4 separate regions of the Mus musculus genome follow, and regions 1, 2 and 4 are each linked to region 3. A link is a contact called in public promoter capture Hi-C data. All regions are on one chromosome and are shown on one strand. The core of a region is the stretch at or near the end of the contact, and the rest is flanking DNA. Distances in the headings are between cores, read along the strand shown.

Region 1 (4,880 bases), core at 1,540-4,039, 150 kb before region 3:
TTTTTTGTTTTTCGAGACAGGGTTTCTCTGTGTAGCCCTGGCTGTCCTGGAACTCACTCTGTAGACCAGGCTGGCCTCGAACTCAGAAATCCGCCTGCCTCTGCCTCCCGAGTGCTGGGATTAAAGGCGTGTGCCACCACTGCCCGGCTAATCATGACATCTTTAAGACTTTTAAGCTATGAATGTTTTGATACAATGAATTTTCTATTTCATATTTTCAACTTAAAAAAAAAAACTGTACTCAGATGCACCTGCTCAAAAACTTACTGCTCTTTAGCTTTATGCAAATAAACTGCTGTTCTCTTAGAATATCAGTAGAAACATGTCTCAATTTCTTACAAATATGAAACACCAAAACAAAACTTGCTGAATATAACCCCAGCTAGCACACATTCTTCATTAAGCCTAATTATTTTTATTATAGCTTTTTTCAACTATAAACTCGAGACCCAAGTACAATGACAGAAACCTGCAGTCCCAGCTCCTTTGGAGGCTGAGGCAGAAAGATTTCTGAGTATAGGAGCTAAAGACTGACTATTTCTAGTGAACCATCTGGGATACAAGTGACCAATATACAGAGAACAAAGGGGAAAGATGACAAAAGAAAACACACATACATGACACCCAACCCTGATTATTAAGAAAAAAACTACTAGAGACAGGCGAATTTCTGAGTTCGAGGCCAGCCTGGTCTACAGAGTGAGTTCTAGGACAACCAGGGCTATACAGAGAAACCCTGTCTCGAAAACAAACAAACAAACAAACAAAAATTATTCTTGCTAATTTTCCCCACTATCATTCACCCAACTCACAAATGCCCTCAGTAATTTTTTCAGATACTACTGAGACTCTGAGGTAACAAGCAAGCAGGATACAATGAAATAATTTGTCCATGGTTACACCCTAAGAAAGTAGCAAAAGTAATATATATTTTGGGGGTGGGTATTTAAAATAGGATCTCTCTACATAGTATGGGCTGTTGTAGAACTCACTATATACACCAAGCTAGGCTCTGCCTCCCAAATGTTAGGATTAAAGGCAACTCGAGCCATCACACACTCAGCACTCCTGCTACAAAAGTAATTTAAAGCTAAATTGTTTCTCTTCAAAATAGAAGAGCTTCCTTAAAACCTATGTCACAATGTAACACAATATTACAATGACCAGTTTCTACTAAACCTTTTTACTAAAATAAAAACAAAACAAAAAATCACTTAGTTACAAACTATCAAAATATAAATCCAGACCTGGAAAAATGGTTTGTTGTCAAGAGTGCTTACTATGCTGGCTGAGGACCCAATCGGGACTCAGCACCTATACAGGGCAGTGCAAAACCTCCTTTAACTACCACTCCAGAGTACTAGGTCCTCTTCCGGCCTCAGAGGCACCTGCACTCACATGTACAGACCCCACACACTGGTATATACGCACATGAAGGTTTTGGGGTTTGTTTGGGTTCTTTAACGTAGACTCAAAAGCTAAGTAAAATCAGAATTCTTGAAAGGACATCTGTATTAAGTCACGTGAGAGCTATTGCAAAGACAAATGGTAAAGATATGAGGAACCTCTGTTCATCTTTTTTTTGATTTTGCTCTCTTTGGTTAAAGAGGTCCCCAAAACAAGAAAATTAAAGATAAAAGTGCCAAATGGAACTAAGTTTGGATCAAGTCAGGTTCAAGAGCTGTCAGAACTCTGACAATGAGGTCTCTGTCAGCTGGCTCACTCACTGCTACTCAGGAGTTCTAAACTCATTCTGTACATAAATCAAGGAACAGGAAAGCTCTCAACAATACAATGGAGTCACCCCAGACATGAGCAAATTAAGTGAAGGCGCTAGCTACAACTTCCTGGTTTTTTGGTTTTTGGTTGTTGTTTTTTTTGGACGCTAAAAAGTCACACTTTTTTTTTAAAATTATCTATAAAGCTCTATAATCTAAGAAGTGTGGTGACAAACCTCTATTTCTCCAGAACAAAAACCGATATTTCCACCGCACCACTGCTGACTCCGATCAATTATCTAGGCAGGATAAAGAAAACATCTTTTTTTAATGACTAACCAGCCAACTCCACACAATATCAGACGCGCCTGTCTTCTGCTCCGCGGACTGCGCGTGCCCGCCCGCACCGGGCGGCTCCCGGCTCCAGCCGGGGTTACCTTCCTCACTCCATTGTCACCCCCACTCCTCGGCCCTGAGCCCCAGTCCCGCTGGCGAGCGGCGGCCCCGGGGCGCAATCCCCTCACCCACCCCCTCCCAAGAGGCCGTGGGTGTGTCCGCGGGCGGACTCTTGCCCGGACACAATGAGCCACTCCGCGCCGTCCGGGACCCGCGGTCATTCCCCTGTCGCCGACCCGGGCCGGCCGCCGCGGCCCTTCCTCTTTCTCCCTCCTGCTCGGCCCCTCCCCCGCCGCGCGCAAGCGCCACCGCGCCGCTCCCCTCCCCCGCACCCCCCCCCCTTCCGCCGGCGCCCTCACCCGAGTCCGCAGGCCCCGTGCGGCCAGGTCCCGGACTCGCTGGCGCGGGGCTGGGGAACAGCGCTCGGCCGGGTGAGGCTGAGGCGGGCCGGGCGGCTCTCCTCAGGAGGGCGTCTGTCAACACCGCCGCCGCGGAGCGTGAGGCTGAGCCTGGCTCGGCTGGACCCGGCTCCGAGCACCCGATCGCGGCCCACGCGCGCTCGCGACCCTGAACGGCCGGCGTGCCTTACGCCGCGCAGCACCAGCGCCCCGCCACCATCGCCGTCGCCGCCGCCGCAGCCTGGGCCGGCCCTCCCCGACTGCGCGAGCGCGACACCGGGGCCCTTTTACGACAGTTCGGAAAGCGAGCGCTCCGGACCCTCACGCCCTCTCACAGCAGTATGTCTGCGCATGTGCGGGCCAGGGACCGCCCCCCTGCGTCCCAGTCCTTCCTCTTTGCACTGGCTTAGGCGAACTGTTGGCCCAGTGGGACTAAGTTAAAAATAAGGTGGTTGGGTTCACTTTCTTCCGTGATTTCGGGCTCAACAGTGCTTCAGCATAATTCCGCCTACGTACTGGTTGCTTTTTCTCAAACTAAAAATTATTCCAGCTTACTGATTGCACTAGTCGCGCCTTTAAATAAAAAAACAAAAAAACACGGGTTAGTGTCTTTCTCAGCAGATGATACCCAAAACAGAGATCTCATCTCACTGGTGAAGTGAATTTTCAAAATCATTTCAAATGTATTATTAGGTAGCCTGGGAGCTATACAATCGCAGATGACTTCTTAATTGCCTCACAAAACCCAGAAGATTGCAGTTTTTATTGTGTGCCCTAGAAGGATGTAAGGACAGAGAGTGGGCTCTGCAGTCAATCAGACAGATTTCCGGTCAGAAAGCAAAGTGAGGGTGCCCAAGCTGACTTATTAACACCTTTATAAATCTCAGTTTCCTCTTCTATAAAACATGATAGCCTTATATGCTTCAAAATGATCTTGTGAGGTCAAATATGACGACTTAAAGTACCTTATATTACCAATTAAGTATTTAACAAGCATTAATAACCTCCTTCTACATCAGCTCGTCGATAATATTCACTCATGTTCTCCATATTTAGTGAAGGTGATTTTTTGGCTTGGTTTGGTTTGGTTTTGGTTTTTCGAGACAGAGTTTCTCTGTGTAGCCCTGGCTGTCTTGGAACTCACTCCAGAGACTCAGAGATCCACCTGACTCTGCCTCCCAAGAACTGGGAGTATTTTTAAATTTTAAAAGAAGAAGAAATGGAAAACATTGGATTTGGATTTCCTCAGCCTCCCTAGTTGCTGCCCTCTACAAGTAGAATTCTATCGGGACTATCAAAGCCCAGGACTTTTTTGTTTTGTTTTGTTTTGTTTTGTTTTGTTTCCGGGCTTGGTTAGGTTTGGTTTTTTTCGAGACAGGGTTTTTCTGTATTGCCCCGGCTTTCCTGGAACTCACTCTGTAGACCAGGCTGGCCTCGAATTCAGAAATCTGCCTGCCTCTGCCTCTGCTTCTGGGACTAAAGATGTGTGCTTCTTGGGTTGGGGACTTTAGGTTAGAGGCAAGACTTGTCTGTTCTGATCAGGTAGAGTTTTTGAAGTGTCTAATGTTTACCCAAAGGCTTGAACTTAGTTGGTTGTTGAGTGTGTTAATCTAAAACTAAGTAGACCACTGGGCTAATGATGGAGATTCGGATTCATTAACTTACATTTCTGACAGTTGAAGCAAGCATTTTGGTAAGGTCAACCAGAGTAGAAATGAGAGGAAATAGATATGTGGAATGTTTGTTATTTAAAGAGCTGAAGTGAAAGGAAATTCTAGGAGGAGTTGAATGTGTTAGAGAGGGAGGGAGGGAAGGAGGAAGGAAGAGAAATTGAGTCAAGATATATAGGTAGTAAAAAATTAGGAGGAAATTTAGCAATAAAGAGTATGATCATGGATTCATGAAATGCTGTTGGTTGAGCAATAGAAAGATCTGTAAACTTGACCAGCTTCATAGATTATCTTGACATAGAGAACAGAGTTTCTCTATGAAGTTGGTTTTGACACTCGGGTATTGTTTGACATAATCAAAAGATGATTTTGGTTGTCACAACTGGGGAAATGTTGCTGACATCTTGTAAGAGGTACTAAGCACCAAGCCATGGGCAGGACACCACCCACAACAAAGAGTCATCTGGGCTGTGAAGTCAATATCTCAGCTGAAAAGTCCCAATGTAGAAAGTATTGCACACTAGTTACACCAGAGCTAATACTATTTTGTTAAATTGGTAATGAATGAAAAAGAGACAAGTCTAGCAGGATACCTAGTCAGAAAGAAAAAGGAAGAAAGAAAGAAAGAAAGAAACAAAGAAACAAAGAAACAAAGAAACAAAGAGAAAAAGAAAAGAGTAAGGATTTAAATCCTTTTG
Region 2 (4,353 bases), core at 1,733-4,232, 220 kb after region 3:
GGGCATCTAGCTTTGGGGCAGGTTTTGGGAGCAGGATGTCTGTCTTTCTGCAGCCCTGACTGTCAGGGACTGGGGATCAGGATTGAGTTTCTTTCCTGGATTTTCAAGGGTTCTTTTGTTCCTTCACCTCCCGAGTGTAGGAGGTAAATCTGAGAATAACTCTGAGGCAGCAAGCTGGAAATTCAATTCCCTGTGAACTCTGCTCCTGCTAGGCCGTGTAATGGGATCACTCTTGCTTAGCAGGTGTGCTACAGTCAGGTTTCCACCTGCTGTAATTACAGGTCCTCCACACTTCCCCAGTTCCGGGCTTTCTGAGCCCTGGCATTTTTGCAAGTGTGTCTCCTGTCCTTAATAACTGGTTGGCAGGCATTCATCAGCACCATAAGTAACTGGGCACCGCCTCTCCTCACCACCTCTCCTTTCTTGTTTGAGAGACAGACCAAGGGCTCAACCTACTTAAAGACTCTGAGTTCAGAGAGCAGGAGACGACAGGGATGAAACATGTCTCCATATTCCATTTTGGGGTTTTAATTTATATTCTCCCGGAGAGCTGCAGATTAGAGGTTGTGAAACTCTCAGGGCAGAACAATTTCTATAAATACAAGTGATGTGAGTGTAAGGGGCAGGGTTTGGAGAGAGGACATCTTGCATGTTTCCTGGGTTGAGACAACCACAGGGGAGTTTATCCCATGGCTGGAGCTGGTTCTCAGAGGAGCCAGGGTCATGTGTGTTTGTGGCAATGGAGAGCCTATACACAATACTTGCAGGTTTGGGGCTGGAGTGGAGCCCACTGCATTGCAAAAGGAACATGATCAATTCTCTTTCTTCCTTTATTGATGGAAGTTCTAGTGCTAGAAGCTGATAGCCAGCCTGGCATATTCACAGCTCTCCTGTAGACACTTCCTTCCTGGCCTGTTCCCTCGAGCTCCCACTGTCTCCACCCCACTTGTGTTATTTAAGTCCTGACTCTGTGGCCCTTTAGCAAGTTCCCAAAACGCCGGGAACCTTAGTCTTCTGGTTTTAATACATTGGATCATAAACCCTATCTCATAGACTGGTTTAGAATGAAAAATGAATTTAATATTATAGAGTCTGAGACAAGCCAAGGGCCAAGTGAACATAATTTTTCTTCATAATACTAGTGGGTCATAGCTGGTAAAACTCCTCAGGAGGCATCTTCTGACCATGACAAGACTGCAAGGCCTCCCTTCCCAATAATTACAAACAGTTGAGTTTTGGACCACAGGGATAATAGTTTTGAGAAGTGAAACTTTTTGGAGCTCAAATTCTGTTATGTAGGTGAATGTCTTTTCAGGTTATTTGAATAGTCAGTTCTGTATGGCCATGTGATTGAAGGCCAAAAGAGAAACATAGCTATTATCTCTATTGCTTACTAGGCCTTTAGCCCCTCAAGAGTTTTGTCAAGTATCCAGAAAGACCAGAGTATCAGAAATGAAAGATTAAGACTAAGTTTCCTTCTCAAACGGTAGAACCTGGACTCCTAAATCTCACCCCTTTCTCACTGAGATGTAAGAGGGAGCGTGTCCCTAGGTTGTTAGAAGACTTGGGGTACTTGCTCCTGGACACATTCCCTCCATGCAGACAAGAGGGCTATAAAAAAGCAGCAACTTACTCTCCATTTTCTATAACCCTGGGTACTGGAATCCAAGAAGTGGTCTAGAATGCCTTCACTCCTACACATCTTCTTCTCCCAAGGCCAGTCCTTCTGTGCTAGAGGTCGCAAGCTGTGGCTTTGTTCCTCTGACATTTCAGGGGATGGGGCATGTAGTGGAGGTGACAGTCCCCACAAGCCCAGGCAAAGATAGGCAAGACCCAAGCTCAGGACTAAGTGCTATATAACAAAATAACACTAAAAATGAGGACATTCCTACAAGTTTGCTGAGCCAGGGTGGACATGAGGGACTATTCTAAATACCCAGCCTGGCACCTAGCACTTGCAAGGACATTAATAGATAGCTGGTGGCTGAATGACAGTGTCCTGGCTAGCATTGACTGTCAACCAGACATAGCCTAGTGTCACCTAAAGAAAGCAAGAGTCTCAACTGAGTGTCTTTATCTGGTCAGTCTGTGAATATTTCTGTGAGGGGTTATCACAGTTGTCTTAAAGGTCCAACCCTCTGACAACACCATTCCTTGGCATAAGAGCTGGACTGCACAAGAAAGCTAAGCATTACTCCAAGAGTGAGCCTGTAAGTAGCATTTCTCCATGGTTCCTGCCTCTCAGGTTCTGCCTTGAGTTCTTGTGATGACTTCTATCAATAATGGGTTATGGTCTAGAAATGCAAGCCAAGTAAACTTTTTCCTTTTGGTCAGAATGTTTTTTTTTTTAATCACACCAACAGAGAGGAGAGCAAGACATGTAACTGAGGTGCACACATTTATGTAATTCCGCACCAGCCCCAGTGTGATTCCTGACCTCTAAGAACCATTCTATTTCTGCGTAGGAAAGATCATTAGAGATTGACTGGCCTAAGTTCCTCACCTTATATCTTCAAGGAAACTGAGGCCAGAGTTGAGCAGAGACCAGCCCTAGGCCACGTAGCTGCTGGTAGCAGGAATTCATGGTAGACACGGGATTGCTACTAACCCCATTTGTACCTCAGCTGAATGCCCTTAAAATAGTTGTGATAAGCTTAATGTGTTAGAGGTACTAAAGGAGGGGTGGGGGGAAGATCCAGCAAAACCTGCTAATTGCCTATTTATTTCAGTCCCAGCTCTTGAGAAAGCTGCTTCTGACGGATGGCATGAGCTCTCCAAATGTTATAATTAGACAGCTTGTTTGGGCCAGAACCTTCCAGAGCAAGACCATCAGATAGAAAATAATACGTCTGATAAGCAAGAACCAAAGAGACAGTCAGCTTTCAACAACGAGCCTTCTGGAAGCTACTTAATAAGGGACCGTCTTTAGCTCCAGAAAGCTGGTGGAATGCCCAGATGGGCTACACAGCTTCCAGTGCCAAAGTAACACCATTGCCAGCACTAAAATACCAGATTGCTCTACTGAGCACTTACTGTGTACCAGCACGCCACCCAGGCACACCATTTCTTCATTTAACCCTCACATTGTGTCTTCAGGGACAGAGATTATCCTGGATCACATATGAGGACCAAACATTTGCAAGATTAGCTTGTTAGTTTCCAAGCTGCATATCTAGGACTTGAACTCAGTGTCTAGGACCATGTGTGCCATTCACGAAGATTGAAACTTGAGTTCTGCCATCAGAGTTACTTTGAACATCCAACGCACATCAAGCTAGTGTCTGTTTCAGTTGAGCACCAGCTAAAGCTTTCTCTCTAGCTTCAAGGATTGTGTTGTATAGAAAGTAAGTGTCTTCCTACACCAGACACACTCAGCTCACCCCCTCCTCCTGTCACTTGAATAGTAATCTATCTCACATCTGGACTTGCTTGTCAATCACCTATACTTGAATTCTCTGAAGCAAAATGTATCTGTGGAGGGATCATTACATCCTCCTCCAAGCTACTGTGGGCAGATCAAACCAACAAGAAAGCAAACAGCTGCTGCCATGAGCCATGGTTCTTCTGGTCTCAGGTCATGAGCATTGCATGTGGGCTTCTTGGCATGGTGCCCTCTATCTGCCTGGCTTCCTCTTCCTGGCCCAGAGGCCATCTCCTACCACTCAGTTGGAGTCTATGCTCATATTACACAACCACAGCACACCTGGCCTGGGCCAGACAAAGTACCCAGGCACAGGGCCTCAACTGGAGGAGTCACATCTATATTAACAAAAGGAGAGAAATGTACAGGGAAGCTGGGACCCTTGCTGAACTTTCAGCAGGTGGAAACAACTCATGGGCCTAACTAGGGTGAATAACCATTCTGCTGTGTCTGGGGCTGCCCTGATTTGGCAGCCAAAGTCCCACAAAGCAGAGGATATTTCAGTTGCAAGCAAAGCAGGAGAGTCATCTACACCCAGCCTGAGAATGGGGGGATGCTCTTGTCAGACAAGTCCTGAGATGGGGGATCTTTCTAAAAAAGTCTAAGGGAGATGGAGGAAGATCTGGGCAGAATCTTGGGTACAAACAGCAGGGAGGGGAATGGAGAAAGAAGAGGGTTTGTGTGAGGTTGCTGTAGGAGAAGAAGTAAAATGGACTCAATAAGGAACCCGAGTCAGGTAGTTTGTGCTATGGATTTTCTAGCTTCTCGGAAGAAACTGCAACCCTGCATGTCAGATGTTGGGAGATGTTTCATTAGATAAATCCCAGAGATGAACTAAGGTGTATTAGGTATCTGCAGATGGGCTGATGTCCTACCTGTCCACATCTGGACCCTGGCTGATGTCTGTGCACACAAAATGCATGCTCCTAACA
Region 3 (5,048 bases), core at 549-3,048:
TTCTCCAAGACCTTAGATTTATCATTCCTTATTTTAGTTGTTAATAGTTTTAGCTTCCTTAACAAACATTCTAATGTACAGTTACTAGTAAAAATGCCAAACCTTTGAAGTAGAGTCAAAGAAACAAGGAAAGTAAAAACAAAAACAAAAAATCATACACAAGATGAAAATACTGTCTTTGGAAACAAGTAATTTATGGTAAGTAGGCTCAGACCAATGCTTTTCCTTAAATGGAATTTGTCTAAAAAGTTGTATCTTTCCCATCACTGTTCTTTCATGCATCCACACCACAGTGGGACAAACAGCCTTTTCCAGAAAACACGCAGATAAAATCATTAAAACTTACTCCATAATATAAGATTGATAGTAACTGAAGATCAATCACTGTTTCCAATTTTCACTGTTTTGCATATGTAATAATGTCAGTAAGGAATAATATAGGCAAATATAGCTAAAAATACTCAGAAGATGTAAGTGCAGGGTGCTCTGGATTCTGCTTGTTTATAGGTAAACCATCAGTTACAACCTTTAACCGAATGTTGAATTTTTAATACAAAAAAGACCTTAAGTTGGGGGCAATTCTTCCTGACATGTTGCCACATGAATAATCTTTCAATAAAGAAATCCTGGAATTAATTTCATGTAATAAGAGACTGTTAGATATAGGGGTGCATGTCTGTAAACCTAGCACTCTAGAGGCTGTAGCATTAAGATCTTAAACTGTTCGAGGACAGTTTAAGCTACACAGACAAACCTTGTCTCAAAAAAAAAAAAAAAAAAAAAGGAGGAGTCTGATGAATGGAAGGAAGCCATCAGCTGACAAACAGCAGTTTCCTCACCCCATTTTGCCCCTCCCCACCCCACAAGCTGTAGGAAGTAGAAAGCTGCAGAGTGTACCTTCCAGGCGAGAAGCAAAACATTGAGGATGGCCAGCAAAGGGCAGGGTCCATTCTCATTCTGGGTGATGATGGGCGTGTTCTCCTCTTTCCACTGGATCCATTTGATGTGATACACCGACTGTCCGGGAAAGCGTTCTTTGGAGGCCGCTAGCACCTGAGCCGGGTCCTCCTCCTCCTCTTTGCATAGAGGTGCAGCCCTGGGCGGCCCCGCCGCGCCCTCCTCCACGTCCTCGGGGACCCTGGTCTCTGCTCCCTCCTCACTATTGAACTCAGAGCTACTGGGGAAAGAATGCAGGTTGGAGAAAGACTCCAGGGAGTCCAAGCTGGGCGAGTCCCCAGGGGGGCTCGGCTCGCTGCAGCTGCTGCTCGGGGCGCCGGTGCTGCTGGGCTCTTCCGCCGCCTGCTCCACCCTGCAGGTGCCCGTGTCGCCCACTGGCCCCGACCCTCGGCCCGCCGCGGCCTCGGCCAGCTCCGGGGAGGCGGTCACCTTGTGCTGCCCTCTTGAAGGCACCTCCGAGGCGGCAGGGCTCGACGACGCGCCGTCCTTCAAGTCCGAGCCCGCGCCGCATCCGAGCTGCGAGGGGGACGTCGGGTCCCCGAGGCTGCTCCGCGCTGCCGCCGCCGCCGCCCCCTGCCCGCCGCTGTCCACCGCGCGTCCAGCGGGACCATCCTCAGCCTCGCGCCCGCCGCGCCGTCGCCCTTCCGGCGGCGACACTCGCCCGGCCGCCACCCCTAGTTCCAGAGGCTGTGGGCTGTCAGGGCTGTTCTCCATCCCCGGCCGCCCGCCCCTGGTCCTATAGACACCGCGGCCGGCTCTCCTCAGCAAGCGCCTCCGACGCCATGACAGCCGCTCTGTAGCAGCTCCAGCGCCCTAGCGCGGCCTCGGCCAGGCACGTCACCGTAGAGGGCGGCGGGAGCGCGCGCGCGTGCCCCCGCCCGCCCGCTCGGAGCGTGCCTCCGCGTGACTGCGCTCGTTGAAGCGCCCGGACCCACTCGGGGAGCGCTTCTCCCCCGAGGCCACGCCCCTCCCGCGCGTTCAGGCTAGGGAAGGCAGAGCGAGGCCAGGGGCGTGGCTGAGGGCGTGGTCAGGGGCGCGGCTCGGAGAGCCGCAGCGCCACTAGGAAAATAATCTTGTGTGTGCTGCCGGAAGTTGAACTCCGGGGCATCCCCGCTGCGCGCGGTTACTTTAAAGGCAGTGGCTGAGGCTTGTAGGGAGTGTGGTCTACTTTGGGCTTGAGCCTGGTGGACCCCGAAAGTGGTAGTAGCATTGGAAGACAGCCATTCCCTGAAGGCCTCGGGAGAGCTGGCTTTTTCTTTTCTTTTTTTTTTTTTTTAGCTTTTAATGTTGAGAATTGGAAGCATTTCTTAGGAAATGCAAATTTGAAAGGCGAGTTCTGTTGGAGGCTTTTGGAAGACTGCGCAGTACAGGGACAACTCTCCCTGGGTTTTGGCTGAGAATCGCTGCGCTCCCAACCAGCTACTGGTTTGCCTTGCCGGAGGTTCAATGAGGTTGTGGATATTGGCCTACGCCCCAGGCGAGAGGGTAAATTTGGTCCAATAATAATAAATCAGTTTGCGTTTGAAGCAAGCCAAGTCTTTGCGGTTCTGTTCACTTGGCTTCTCTTTGCACAGAGTGGGAAGCTTCTGCTTCCCGAAAAAATGACTTTTAAAATTAGAATTGACTTCTCATCAGGGCTTGACATCTGCATAGAGGATGGACAGAGTTGCCTGCAACTTTTTTTTTCTATTTATTTACTTACTTATTTATTGGCAAGAGTGGATATAGATCATCTAACCTGCTCTGGAAAAGTGGGGTGTTTTTTTTTTTTTTTTTTTGGTTTTTTTGTTTTTTGGTTTTTTGTTTTTTTTGTTTTTTTTTTTTTTCCTGGACCCTTCCCTCTTCAAAGTTGTCTGAGAATATAAAAATGAACAAGACAGGTGGGTCTTCCTTTAGTATCAGGTATACAAATATATGGTGCATCATGGATTGTTACACTTCTGTCCTGCTACTGGTTAGAAAAGTAGACAAATTAATGCATTATTTTGCTCATTCATGTGTTAGCACCAAGCATGTTACTGAATACTGTGTTTCACACTAAAAATATCACTATTATCTTCTCAGAAATGATGATCTCTTTCTCGGCACTCTCTTCGACTTCTCCCTCTTTCTTCCCACCTCCAACTCTCTCCTCCCTTCCTTTCTTTTCTTCCCCCCCCTTTCCTTTTTTTTTTTTTTTTTTTTTTTTTTTTTTTTTTTTTAGGGCTGGGGCTCAATTCATGTATGACAAACACTCTACAGAGCCCTCTACTACTTTGCTTATCTTATTTCACTTTTGTTTTTTGAGACAGAGTCTCAATTTGTAGCCCTGGCTGGCTCTGCCTCTCTTCCAATTTGAGAGTCTCACCCTGTGTCTTAGACTAACTGACCTGGAATTCACAGCAATCCTCTTGTACTTTTTCTCCCACTCCAATTTTGAGATTATAGATGTGAACGCTGTGTTTTTAAGACTGGAAGTTATCTTCCTTTCTTTCTTTCTTTCTTTCTTTCTTTCTTTCTTTCTTTCTTTCTTCCTTCCTTCCTTCCTTCCTTCCTTCCTTCCTTTCTTTCTTTCTTTCTTTCTTTCTTTCTTTCTTTCTTCCTCCCTTTCTTTCTCTCTCTCTCTCTCTCTCTCTCTCTCTCTCTCTCTCTTTCTTTCTTTCTTTCTTTCTTTCTTTCTTTCTTTCTTTCTTTCTTTCAATTGAGGTTGGGTCTCACTATGTAGTGTAGCTAGCCTGAAAGTTGTTATGTAGGCCAGGCTGGACTCAAACTTTCAGAAAATTGCTTGCCTCTGCTTCCCAAGTGCTAGAATTAAGGGCATGTGCCACCATGCCAAGCAAGATCGGCAATTCCTGAAAACTGGAAAAGTTAGAAAAGATAATGGAAAGTTTTTTCTGAGTGTTGAATTTTGGAGTTCATGTTGATCCATAAGCAATAATTCCTGCCATCACCATTGAGATTTTTCTTTTTCTTTTTTTATTAGATATTTTATTTATTTCCATTTCAAATGTTATCTCCTTTCCTGGTTTCCCCTCCGAAAACCCCATATCCCCTCTCTCCTCCCCTTGCTCACCAACCCACCCACTCCTGCTTCCTGGCCCTGGCATTCCCCTATACTGGGGCATAGAACCTTCACAGGACCAAGGGCCTCTCCTCCCATTGATGACTGACTAGGCCATCCTCTGATACATATGCAGCTGGAGCCATGAGTCCCACCATGTGTTTTCTTTGGTTGGTGGTTTAGTCCCAGGGAGCTCTGGGGGTACTGGTTAGTTCATATTATCGTTCCTCCTATGGGTCTACAAACCCCTTCAGCTCCTTGGGTCCTTTCTCTAGCTCCTTCATTGGGGATCCTGTGAGCATCCACTTCTGTATTTGTCAGTCACTGGCAGAGCCTCTCAGGAGACAGCTCCTGTCAGCAAGCACTTGTTGGCATCCACAATAGTGTTTGGATTTGGTGGTTGTATATGGGAAGGATCCCCAGATGGGGCAGTCTCTGGATGGTCATTCTTTCAGTCTCTTCTCCAGACTTTGTCTCTGTAACTCCTTCCATGGGTATTTTGTTCCCCCTTCTAAGAAGGAATGAAGTATCCAACTTTGGTCTTCCTTCTTGAGTTTCATGTGTTTTGCAAACTGTATCTTGGGTATTCCAAGCTTTTGGGCTAAATCCACTTATCAGTGAGTGACCATCATGTGTGTTCTTTTGTGATTAGGTTACCTCACTCAGGATGATATCCTCCAGATCCATCCATTTGCCTAAGAATTTCATAAATTCATTGCTTTTAATAGCTGTGTAGTACTCCATTGTGTAAATGTACCACATTTTCTGTGTCCATTCCTCTGTTGAGGGACATCTGGGTTCTTTCCAGCTTCTGGCTATTATAAATAAGGCTGCTATAAACATAGTGGAGCATGTGTCCTTATTACATGTTGGAGCATCTTCTGGGTATATGCCCAGAAATGGTATTGCTGGATCTTCTGGTAGTACTATGTCCAATTTTCTGAGGAGCCACCAGACTGATTTCCAGAGTGGTTGTACCAGCTTGCAATCCCACCAGCAATGGAGGCATGTTCCTCTTTCTCCACATCCTCACCAGCATCTGCTGTCACCT
Region 4 (5,090 bases), core at 1,027-3,526, 160 kb after region 3:
GTAGTTTGCAAGTGCCTGGAAGGTTTGGTGACTGTTGGCTGGCCTGTTTTTTTTATTTTGTTTTGTTTTTTGTTGTTGTTGTTGTTGTTTTGTTTTTCAAGACAGGGTTTCTCTGTGTAGCCCTGGCTGTTCTGGAACTCACTTTGTAGACCAGGCTGACCTCAAACTCAGAAATCTGCCTGCCTCTGCCTCCCAAGTGCTGGGATTAAAGGCGTGTGCCACCATGCCCGGCTGGCTGGCCAGTTCTTTAATCCCCTTTTAACACTACTTATAACATTGATATACATTGTCAATGTGCATGTCGATGGATCTGCAGCTGAAAGTTGCATGGGACAGTCTCAGTCATGCCATGTGGGATCAGCTGACCAGCCTTCTGGCCAGAGGGAAGAGTGAGAATCTTGGTGCAGACACCAAAGCTTAGGCTGGGGACACAGGTCAGTCAGTAAAGGGATTGGCACACAAGCACAAGGACTTGAGTTCAAATCCCAGAACTCGTGTACAAGAGCCAAGTATAGTAGTATGCTTGTATCCACATACTGGGGAGGCAGAAGCAGGTAGATTCTTGGGCCAGACACTGACATCGCCAGAGTAGTGAGAACTAATTCATTGAGACACCATGTTTCAAAAGAAAACAAAACAAAACAAAACAAAAACCCAAACAAACCCAAAACAAAAACAAGATGGAGGCTGTCTCTTGGTTTCAGTATTTATCTCCACACATATGCCATCTAAACATACATGTACTCACATAGACACACAGACACACACATAGACACAGATACACACACACACACACACACACACACACACACACACACACACGCATGTGCAAGCACGCACACATGAAATGCTAAGGTATATTACATATACCCTCCTGTGGCTCTGAAGAGTGAAAGCCCCTAAAGGTGGAAAGTTCTAGAAAGGAGAGAACAACAGATAGAGCTAGGACAGCTCTCACAAGGGCTAGTGCCCCTGGAAGAGCTTCCTGGGTCACTCGGTGCTCCCCCCACCCCCCCCCCGCCCTCTGAGACCCTCTGAACTGCCATGGGGGAGCAGCTGTCTGGGAACCATCAGCTCTCCAAAAGGCCTTTGACAGCCCGCATCTGGGCCTCTAGCCTTGCTGTGTGAGCACGCATATGAGCTGTATGAGGATCTCCTGGAGGCCCCAGGAGAGTGTGAGGAATAGGCTGAGGCTCCGGGCTGTGATTTTCCCTTCTTACCGTTTAAGCCATGCTCTGCAATGTGTTTGTAGAGTTCCAGGAAGTGGCAGCCAGGCTGGAAGGAGCCCCCATTGGGGTAGAAGTCATAGTGGGCAATGGGCTGCTTGATGCCCACACTCAAGCCCATGTGCTCCCTGGTAAAGGTATGAATGGCGTCCACAAAATTGGCATCATCAGGAGAAAGGCGCTCGTTGGGGGACGTTCCCTCAAACATAGGGCCCGCAGGGTCCAGCCCTGAGAGGGAAATGCAAGCCGGGTTAAGTTAGTGGTGGGGGGAGGGCAGAAGGCTCTCCTCTGAGCTCTTTGATCCTTTCACCTTTCTGAGCTAGAAGGAAGAAGGTGCTTGGAGCTTCTCTAGAACTTCTTCCTGCAACCGCCCTTTGGTGTAAAGCCATGGTAATTCATGGCTCTGAAAGTTACCCAGGTCAGGCATTGTTCTAAGGGGAAAGAGCTTTGCAGAGAGGATCAGAACGAACAGTGAGGTTATGAGTGAATGCTTGATTTATTTAAGCAAATCAATTTTAAGTGCCTCCCCTGGTAGTTTCCACAGCATCTGTTTGCATAAAAAGCAGCAGCCCACGGCGCTCGTTCTGTGCAGTTCTGACTTGGGTGAAGTAAGAATTTGTTTGCCTGTGTGTTGTCAGTAGTCTCGAACAAGCTGGCTTCCTACGCTCATGTCATCCTATAGAACGTCCAGAACAAAACCTTAGGAAGGGGTGGAAATGTGGCCGTGTAGGGCCTTTGCAAGCTCAGCCTCCAAGTGACAGACATGCTCCCAGGAACAAGCCGGATTCTGGCTGACTGCTTGGGGGAGGGTTTTATGTATGCACCCTGGGCTCTCCTCATGACTTGTCTGAAGGGACCTTTGGTGGCAGGCCTCAGTCCAGGGCTACCATCTTTGCTGTAGGCAAGGAAGGAACTGTCAGTGAGCAGCAGTGAGGTCACCTGCTGTCCAGCCCACCTGCAGCCAGTGGTGAGATCCACTATTCTTTAGGCTAACAGCAGCAAGATGACTCCAGAGTAAGGAGCCTCCTGCTGTCTCCTGTGTGGGTGGCCTGATTACTCTGCTGGGATGTAACAATGCCAGCTGGAATGGGGAGGGCCAGGGCGAGGCCTGATAATGGCTCACTTTGTGAGATCCTTTGTTTTGTTTTTCCATTGTGTGTGTGTGTGTGTGTGTGTAGTGAGCATGATTATATGTGTGTAGGTACTGCTGTGTGTGTCTGTGTGTGTAGTGAGCATGATTATATGTGTGTAGGTACTACTGTGTGTGTATGTGCATGTTTACATGTGTGTGGGCACCCTTGTGTGTGTGTGGTGAGCATGATTACATGTGTGTGGGTACTGCTGTGTGTGTGCATGTTTACATGTGTATGGGCACCCTTGTGTGTGCTTTGTGTATGTGTGTGTGTGTGTGTGTGGTGAGCATCATTACATGTTTGTAATCATGAAAGGTGAAATGTATGTGTCTGTGAATGTTTACATGTGTGTAGGCACCCTTGTGTAAGTGTGTGTGTGTGTGGTGAGCATGATTATATGTGTGCAGGTACTGCTGTGTGTGTGTGCATGTTTACATGTGTATGGGCACCCTTGTGTGTGCTTTGTGTGTGTGTGTGTGTGGTGAGCATGATTACATGTGTGTAGGTACTGCTGTGTGTGTGCTTGTTTACGTGTGTGTGTGTGTGTGTGTGTGTGTGTGTGTGTGCACATGACACCTGGAGATTGATGTCTGGAATCATCCTTGATTGTTCTTTGACTGTATTCAGTGAGGGTCTCCCAAAAAGCCCAGAGCTTACAGGAATTACAGGTGGGATACCGTACCCCTTGACCTTGATGCACATTGTTAGCATCTGGGGATCCTAACAAATTCTGGTCCCCAAGTTTGCTCAGCAAGCAATATCCCCACTTTGTGGGATTCTGACCTCTCTAGCAATGCCTTCTTGGTGAGGCATTTATGCACACTGGAGTTAGGAGTGTCAAGCTAGAGATAGAACTGAAGGCTAGCCTGGGCTACAGGAGATGAAGTCTCAAAAACAAGAACATAAATAAAAACAACAAAAACAGAAAAAAGTTTCTTATTAAAAAGTGTAATTAGAATCTTCTCTTGGAACCATGTGGAACAGCTAGGAGAAGGGTCAGAGCGCAGAGCTGTCCTTTGTTCTGCGCTCTCATGGGATAGCAGCAATTGCTGACAGAAGGCGTGTTAGGGAGTGCTCAGTGTTACCCCTCAGCGATCAGGACCACAAGCATAGTGAGCAGGTGCGTGCTCCCTGCTTCCCGCAGCCCTGGAGCTTGTGTAGGGTTATCCATCAGTCATACCTGTGATTCTTCCAATCTTGTTCTTCCCGTCCATGGAGCTGCCTGCGAACCCTGAGACGTGCGCTCCCAGGCTGTACCCAATTAGGTGAACTTTGCTCCGAGAAAACTTCGCAGATTCCTGCAAGACGAGGCAAGCGGGTGGAGTGGAGGGATGAGGACGAGAGCCTTCCATAGGGCCTGCTTCCACGGGGCACCCATCCATGCTTGGCACTGCCCACAGATCAGGTGTTCGATTATGGGAAACTGGCTTGTCACCTCACTGGCTGTCATCTTGGGTGATGGGGTGGGGTGGGGGTGGCTGTTCTTGGAGATGTCCTGGTGATTACTGCCTCCTGCCTGCCTGGTTTTGCCTGGTCATTGATGCCCTGCAGAATGTCTTTGTCTTTCAAGGCTGTCATTACAGGTGGGATGCCACACTTGTGTGGGATTGATGGCTTCCAAGTGCGTTTGGATTCCTTAGGAGAGATGTATCTAAAATCTTGAATTCTCCAAGCTCTACTGAGTGAAGTATAGTTGTCCCAGGCTACACTGGGGCATCCAAACTGGGGCCCACAGGCTTCAAGAACGTATATACATTTGTTCTGTATGACACTGTGAGAGGACATTGTCATTTGCAAGGCTCATGCTGGATAAATGCATTTAAAGTTTAAATATCTCAAGGAAAATCTCAATTTTTCTTTTCCCAATGTTTAAAAAATATTATGATATGTTTGTGTGTGCGCACACACATATGTGTGATGTCAGAGGGCAACTTAAGGGAGTTAGTTCTCTCTTTCTACCATGGGGGTTTTGGGGATTGAATTTAGGTCTTCAGGTTTTACAGCAGGGGCCTAAGCTTGCTTAGTCAGTTCACTCGGCTCTCATTATGCTTTATGATGTTGAATTGGACTGCATTCATCGCTATCCATATGCTCCAGTCTGCTTTCTGATGCTGTGATAAAATGCTGACCAAAAGCAACTTGGAGAGGAAAGGGTTTATTTTAGCCTACAGCTTACAGTCTGTCCTGAAGGGAAACCAGGGCAGGGATGTGGATTTAGGACTAAACCAGAAGCAATGGAGGAATTCTACTTCCCGACTTTCTTATACAGCTCAGTACCTCCTGCCCAGGGCTGGCACCATCCACAGAGGTCATCCCACTCCAATAATTAATGATGGTGGTGGTGGTGGTGGTGGTGGTGGTGGTGGTGGTGATGGTGATGATAAAATGCCCCCACAGGCTTATCTACTGGCTAATTTGACAGAGGCATTTTCTCAATTGACTTCACCCTTTCCAGATGACCCTAGCTTGTGTCAAGTTGACAATACACTAACCAGCACACTGTGGATCCATGGGATAGCCTAGGAAGTAACTGGACACTGCTGCTCCAGGAGACTGGGTAGGTGTGCAAACAGGAGTGTCAGCTAGGGAGTAGGGAGAAGAAGGCTAAAGGAGAGGCCTCATATCTGCCTCAGACTTGCAGTCTGGGCACTGGGGTCTCGTAGAGAAAGGGGGGGAGGTGGGAGGACTTACCTCCAGCCATAGGAGAAGAGCAGCCACGTCCTGGCCCACA

What was found. Promoter capture Hi-C pulls out the DNA fragments that hold promoters and counts their contacts. Capture Hi-C pulls out chosen DNA fragments and counts their contacts.
Region 1: a contact with region 3 is called in a promoter capture Hi-C map of adipose tissue. The contact joins the promoter of Rnf111 here to the promoter of Mindy2 in region 3. A contact is called at or near these places in 6 of 39 promoter capture datasets (the 3T3-L1 cell line, the C10 cell line, erythroid cells and 3 more), 8 of 484 Hi-C or Micro-C datasets (CD4 T cells, CD8 T cells, embryonic stem cells and 3 more), 6 of 115 datasets of contacts at active chromatin or transcription factors (the 230-238 cell line, the HPC-7 cell line, effector CD8 T cells and 3 more) and 3 of 9 other capture datasets (adipose tissue, liver and pancreatic islet).
Region 2: a promoter capture Hi-C map of hippocampal neurons shows a contact between it and region 3, with 2.8 times the contacts expected there. The contact joins the enhancer-like site here to the promoter of Mindy2 in region 3. A contact is called at or near these places in 13 of 39 promoter capture datasets (the 3T3-L1 cell line, the C10 cell line, HPC-7-derived erythroid cells and 7 more), 1 of 484 Hi-C or Micro-C datasets (bone marrow-derived macrophages), 4 of 115 datasets of contacts at active chromatin or transcription factors (bone marrow-derived macrophages, embryonic stem cells, extraembryonic endoderm stem cells and 1 more) and 5 of 9 other capture datasets (adipose tissue, embryonic stem cells, liver and 2 more).
Region 4: a promoter capture Hi-C map of hippocampal neurons shows a contact between it and region 3, with 2.1 times the contacts expected there. The contact joins the enhancer-like site here to the promoter of Mindy2 in region 3. A contact is called at or near these places in 9 of 39 promoter capture datasets (3T3-L1-derived adipocytes, HPC-7-derived erythroid cells, embryonic stem cells and 6 more), 6 of 115 datasets of contacts at active chromatin or transcription factors (bone marrow-derived macrophages, embryonic stem cells, extraembryonic endoderm stem cells and 3 more) and 3 of 9 other capture datasets (adipose tissue, liver and pancreatic islet).

Annotation. Positions count from the first base shown.
Region 1 is chr9:70,500,986-70,505,865 of GRCm38.p6, forward strand. It overlaps Rnf111 (ring finger 111), which reads right to left and starts at 2,790. Exons shown (of 15, transcript NM_033604.3): 1 at 2,474-2,790; 2 at 1,955-2,017.
Region 2 is chr9:70,875,404-70,879,756 of GRCm38.p6, forward strand. All of the region lies in intron 1 of Lipc (lipase, hepatic), which reads right to left. Among named protein-coding and RNA genes, the nearest start is that of Gm32017, 37 kb to the right of the region's middle. Within about 2 kb of position 2,983, at least 19 of the 459 cell types and tissues checked have an H3K27ac peak or open chromatin away from gene starts, as enhancers often do. A contact at or near this core is called in hippocampal neurons, where this site is marked.
Region 3 is chr9:70,655,376-70,660,423 of GRCm38.p6, forward strand. Mindy2 (MINDY lysine 48 deubiquitinase 2) reads right to left here and starts at 1,799. Exons shown (of 9, transcript NM_172772.2): 1 at 898-1,799. The coding sequence starts at 1,671. It overlaps Gm31872 (a long non-coding RNA gene), which reads left to right and starts at 2,296. Exons shown (of 3, transcript XR_379591.4): 1 at 2,296-2,837.
Region 4 is chr9:70,815,310-70,820,399 of GRCm38.p6, forward strand. It overlaps Lipc (lipase, hepatic), which reads right to left. Exons shown (of 9, transcript NM_008280.2): 3 at 5,051-5,090; 4 at 3,540-3,657; 5 at 1,221-1,454. Among named protein-coding and RNA genes, the nearest start is that of Gm32017, 96 kb to the right of the region's middle. Within about 2 kb of position 2,277, at least 50 of the 459 cell types and tissues checked have an H3K27ac peak or open chromatin away from gene starts, as enhancers often do. A contact at or near this core is called in embryonic stem cells, extraembryonic endoderm stem cells and hippocampal neurons, where this site is marked.